2 separate regions of the Gossypium hirsutum genome follow, and region 1 is linked to region 2. The links are chromatin contacts, called in public Hi-C maps. All regions are on one chromosome and are shown on one strand. Each heading gives the region's core, a stretch centred on a gene start, on an enhancer-like site or on the middle of the called end of the contact. The rest is flanking DNA. Distances are from core to core; before and after follow the strand shown. Region 1 holds the start of LOC107950911 (1-aminocyclopropane-1-carboxylate synthase CMA101). Region 2 holds the start of LOC107932559 (heptahelical transmembrane protein 4).

The links. Hi-C and Micro-C count contacts between places; a contact is called where the count stands out from the background.
Region 1: a contact with region 2 is called in a Hi-C map of leaf, with 2.1 times the contacts expected there. The contact joins the promoter of LOC107950911 here to the promoter of LOC107932559 in region 2.

What each region holds. Positions count from the first base shown.
Region 1 is chrD03:3,376,081-3,379,095 of Gossypium_hirsutum_v2.1, reverse strand. LOC107950911 (1-aminocyclopropane-1-carboxylate synthase CMA101) reads right to left here and starts at 1,490. Exons shown (of 4, transcript XM_016885822.2): 1 at 1,286-1,490; 2 at 1,047-1,178; 3 at 794-954; 4 at 1-70. The coding sequence starts at 1,432.
Region 2 is chrD03:3,057,743-3,060,718 of Gossypium_hirsutum_v2.1, reverse strand. It overlaps LOC107932559 (heptahelical transmembrane protein 4), which reads right to left and starts at 1,265. Exons shown (of 4, transcript XM_016864602.2): 1 at 1,086-1,265. LOC107932541 (a long non-coding RNA gene) reads right to left here. Exons shown (of 2, transcript XR_001693427.2): 1 at 2,974-2,976; 2 at 2,275-2,660.

The sequences.
Region 1 (3,015 bases), core at 241-2,740, 320 kb before region 2:
ACAATTGGAGCTGGTACAGTGGATCGGTACTATCTGAACACCGGTTCTCCATTTGAGATCTCTGTCGAATCTGTGAAACAATGGCGGAAGAAAATAATTCATATAGTTTGTCAGCACGTATTTGATGATTTCATGCATAAAGTTACAGGTAAAATTTTTATTTTAGTCCTTCTACAATGTTAAGATTTGACATTTAGTCCCTATATATTAATTTGAAGTAGCTTAATCCTCTACTTTTACAATCCCATTAATTAGTCCATTGTTAACTATTTCGAGTAAAATATGTATATGGATTTTTTTCTTAAAAACACTGCTTTTAACTCATCATTTTAAGGGTGAAATTAAAGATAGGTAATGACCCTAACCCCCCAAAATGGTATATCTACCTTTTAGTCCTCTCAAAAAATTTAAAATCAAAAGTTACTATATGGCAAAAATTATACTTTGGCCTCTTAAAAATGAAAAAATTTATATATATTTTCTTAAAAAATGATGAAATTGTAAATTCATGCATGATAAAATTTCAGTTTGATCTCCCAAAAATTTACAACTAAATTTCACCTCTAAGAAGTTTTTTAGTTTCGCTCTTGTATCAGGTTGACATAAATCTTTTGTGCTGGAAAAGGTGTTTTTAAGAAAAAAATATACATTAATATTTCAACCAAAATAGTTAAATATTAATGTTATCCTAAATCTAAAATAATTAAATCATGTGAAATTAAAATATAAAAGATTAAATCCAATTTGATCATAAGGGGACCAAAATCATAATATTGTCCTTAACAAAATATACCCTGGGTAATACGGCGTAGGAAGAAGAAAAGCATCGCCATGTTCAGCAAGACAGAACATGAGAGTTTCATTGGCGGAAGTTGCACCGGCGGTGAGGACTATGTTATTTGGCTCAAAACTCACTTTGTTTCCTCTGATTTCAGCCATGAAATCAACCAATGCCTGTTCATAACAAATATCATCATCTTTATTTCATTTCTATCATTAAAATAAAATGGAAGTCTTTATTTTTATAAGCTTTATAAAGCTTATACCTTTTTAAATGCAGGAAGGCCATGATAATCTTGGAAAAGAGCAAGCTCTCTAAAAATGGATTGCCCATCTCTCTTGCACCCTACAGCTTCTGGGTTTTTAGCCAACCATGTCTCTAAAAGATCAAACGACAGCTGCAAATAATAATAATAATAACAACTGCATCTTTAATAAGCTATATATATATATATAAAGAATCCCCATTTTTTCTGGGTTTTTTTTTTGAATTATTGTGAGTTACCTGATTCTCTGCAAGACCCATTTGAATGATACCATTAGGGTTATGGAGATGATGGTAAGGGTTTTTCTCATATTCAAGCCATCCTAAGAAGTAAGAAGAATCTTGGCCATGTGAGTTGCACGTGGCTTTTCTTGACAATAACCCCATTTTTGATCTTATTTGATGCCACCAAATATGATATGATACTTTTATTGCAATCTTGTGATTGTTGTTTGATAAAAGGGAAAAAAAAAAGCTTTGATTGTTGTTAATGGAGATCGATTGGATTCAGCTATTGCTATTGGGTATATATACACACATTTATTATTCAATAATAAAAATTCATAAATAAAATACTTGACCAACCTATTAAGTCCATGCTGACTTGGACTCTGATGTTTGAAACTGTGGCCCTTATGTTCCCTTTTATGTCTTACCCCATAAAATCCATGTCGGCCACTTTGTTTAATGTCCCTCGTTCCTTTTTTATGATAAGCTCATAAATTCAAGGTATTATCTACCACGTGGACGGTGGAGTTTGGTAAATCTTTGTTCCTCAATGATAAAGCAAAATAAAAGAAAAGAAAAGAGATAGGCTTAGATTCCTTAAATTCTATTATAATATATGTTTATCCAATTCAATATTCGATAATACATGTATAATAAATAAGTTGTTGACCATTAGAGGTGTTCGTGGGTCGGGTCAGGTCGTGTTCGGGTCGGGGCTAAAATTTTCCTCAAACCTGTCCATATTTACAAAAGACTATTCCAAACTCATTTTAGGCCCATCCATATTATTTTTCAAATTTTTTAAAAAAATATTTATATTATATTATTTTGATATTTAATAATTTTATACATTTTTTTATTTATTACAAATTTTTATATAGTCATTCTAAAATTATTTTAATATTTACATTAGAGTAGTATTATATATTTAGTATAGGTTTATTTTTTATAATGTATTCTAAATTACATAATGTATAAAAATATTATAAACTTAAAATGGATTGGGCCAGGTCGGGCTCGAGCCCTGAATATTCAAGCCCGAGTCTGACCCATATTTTAAACAGAATTAATATTTTTGCTCGAACCCTCTCAAAGTTCCAACCTGACTCATGAACAGATCTACTGACCGTATAGCTAAAATGATCTCAAACGGAAAAGAAGACCTACAAGTGTTCAATGATCTTGTTAGGAGATGCTAACAATCCTTAACTGTGATAAAGAAATAATTATTTTTACCCAATTACGTGGATGAATATATTAAAGCTTATTCATAACCTACATTGAAGGATCATTCATTACGGGGAAACCCTTTGTCTTTATAGTCTTATTTATGTATTAATTTGAGATGAACCCTCTTTTTAGTGTGTTGAGTGTTGAAATCGTATATTCGACTAGTCTATGATGTAGATTTCACATGTTTTGGAAACTAACAAAAGTAAATATATATAGAAAGGTTTGGCTGTAAATGAAACCGACATGACAAGTTGCATATATACAAAGGCAAATTCAACTTTGTCTCATCTTCCTTTTCTGTCATGCTTAGCATTTCTCTGAAATTCCTTCATTTTATTTTCAATTAGGGTTTTCCCCTTTTCCATTGTTAGGACTTGAAGAAGGCCACGTGGTTTTGTTGTAGACATGTGAATGTGAAACCCTTGTCTGGATGAGTCGAATCGAAGACTACAGTCAGAATTATAAAAATAAGTAGGAGTCTTGACTCCTTTATTTATATAATGAAATTG
Region 2 (2,976 bases), core at 16-2,515:
AGCCAGGAATTTAGTGTTAGAGGGCAAAAGTAGGGGCGAAACTATGGGAGCTGGCTAGGCCCCCAACCCCCTTAAAATGGAAAAAAATTTATTTAGACCTTTTAAAATTTTTAAACATTTAAATTAGTAAATGTTAAATTGCACTTTGCCCTCTCCTAAAAATATAAGAATTTGATTTAATCATTTAAAAATTATAAAGATATAACCTATTTAAATGTTGAAATTACATTTTTACTATCGTAAAAATTACAATTTAATTTCGGCCCCCTCTAAAGAATTTCTAATTTCTCCATTGAGCCAAAGGTAAAAAAAAATTTGTTTAAAAAAAGCTAATATAAATGCTTTATAAATATAAATGACTAAAATTAATAATATATCACTTAGTTAAAGGGGCAAGGCTACTGCTTGCCCCTTCTAGTTACACCCTTACCTATAGTCGAACTTCATTTTAATATTATACTATTTATCTTATATGTAATACTAATAAATAAGTTAAAATTTTAAAAGAAATTTTAAAAAAATCAAAAAATGTATTAAAAGTTCAAGAAATATTAGTATTAAACAAGTAAATTATCATGTAGGCTGTTATGTTTAAAAATTTAACGGTTTAATACATATTTCCTTGAACAAAACAATTCAACTCTTTTTTTAAAAGGATGATGACTAAATTAGACTTTTTTTTTTTAAGTTGAGTGTGAAATTTAACTAAAAAAATGAATAAAGCCAATTTGACAAAAAAATATAAATATTAAAAGCTAAATTTATAATTATACCAAAACAGAACAAAAAAAAAGACCCAATATGAAATGTAGAGAGAAAGTGGCACCTGGAAAAGAAAAATAATAATAATGAAGGAAATTGAAGAATCACCAGCAGAGAATGGAGACCCAGATGGGGATCCTTCTTTTTTATATTACAAAACTCTCAGGCGAAGGACTCTATTAACACAGTAGAATATATATATATACACACATTCATATACACCCCAAAGTTAGTTTTTGGATGATACTAATAATTAAATATTTATATGCAACAAAAAAAGAAAGAAAGAAAAAAAGACAAAGAAAGTAGGAGAAAAACCTAACCGATAATGTCTGAAACAGGGAGCAAAAGTCAGGTTCCAAGAAAGAAAATGTTAAAGAAATTGTGTTAATGAAAAATTAAAGAATGAGACTTCATTTAGTGAGATTTAAAAAGAAATCTGGTTCATTGTGGCGATGCGAAAATAGCGAAGGTTTGTTTTGTTGGGGGGAGTGGTGGAGGTGTTAGAATAGAGAATGAAGGATTAAAATGTCAAAATAATTGGTGGGATTGTTAAAAAAAATTGGGAATTTTAAAGTTTTTGTGGTGGACCACCTTTTACTATTTTGGGGATCTTAATAATATCCCAATAGCTTTGGAAGAATGCTTTTGTGGATTGGATTTCTAAATTATGATCTAGTACATTTTGGTCGATTGAGTCTTAACTCGATTGGTATGAGTATTGTTGTCAATATGGGAGTGAGTTTAAGTGCATTAAAGTGCATTATCCTCTAAATTTATGAGTTGTGGAGGGGTTATGGGTTGTTTTAGGTATTGTGTCAAAAAGAGCAAATAAGATATGATCAGAATCTATAATTAGATTGTACATTTTGAATTATTTTACAACCTAGGGTATTAAATGCTAGGTAGTTTAAGGTTGTTCACAAATCTCAAATTTTATGATTTTATTTATGTTTGTTGATAGTTTTAAATAGGAGTTGTTCGATGATTAAACTTAAGATTGATGTTAATTCAAGAGTTAAATATAAGTATTTTGTCACTTCATTTGTGATCCAGTTGATATTATTTATAATCGAAGATTTGAAAAGGAACCAGTTTACTAGTTATTTCAATTTGTTGTCCTAACCAATGTTACAATACAACTTAGAACAAGAGAGTGTAGCTAACAAATTCAAAAAGAGACTAAGGCTAAGAGATAAATCAATGCACAATATTTGTTAACAAAATTCAAAGAACAATCTTACTCTACCGAGTCTTGTTAACAAAATTCAAATATTGATTCAGATTATCTATTGGCTAAAGCCCAATCCACCCTTATAATATTGGATAATCGCAACCCAATAATGAACCCTAAATATTACAAACACTCATCCAATATTCTTTGCTTACAATCAAAATTTACTATTGTCTAAACAAAGTTACAATATTAAGCTTGGTTATAGCAAGTGAATAGATTTGTCTAACGAAGTTCAAAAATTGGCTTGATATTTCGAAAATCTAAAATTAAAAATATTAATCTTAAAAACTAAATTTAAATAAAAAAATTTGACAAAGGGAAACAAACATGTTAAACTATCCTTCCTGTACAACCCAATTTTGCCCACCCAAACCTACCCAGCCCCAACAAACTAAACCCAATTAACCCATTTACAAATACAACCCAACAAATTCATCAAACCCCATACCAGCAGACCCAAAATTAAACACCCCCAGAGCCCAATACACTAAAACCCAATCAGCCCAATTTCCCCCTAAAAAAATCAAGCTAGGGTTTCAGAAAATAAACCCTAGCGCCGCACCTAGACGCCGCCTCTAGCCTTCTGACCCTTGACCTTCTGACGCCGCCACGGTCACGTCGTCGCCGCCAACGTCCATCACCACCCCACTTGCGCCTCCACCTGCAAAAACAAAAAGAGAAACAAGCAAGAAACAGTGGCAACAACAACAAGCAGTAGATTCGGCTATAAAAGCCAAAGAAAGTGTATTTTGAAAGGGGGCTTTTTTTTTTCTTTTCTTTTTCTCTTTTCATCTATTTTGTAATACTTACCCGGAAATATAAACAAAAAAATCGAAAAGGAGATTTTTTTTATCTTTGTTTTCGCATCTTCTGTTTTCCATATTTGTTTATTTTTAATTTTTCACATACATATATACATATATATATATATTAAAAAAGGCAGTTTATTTGTAAAAAAAAAAGAAAAATATTACCTT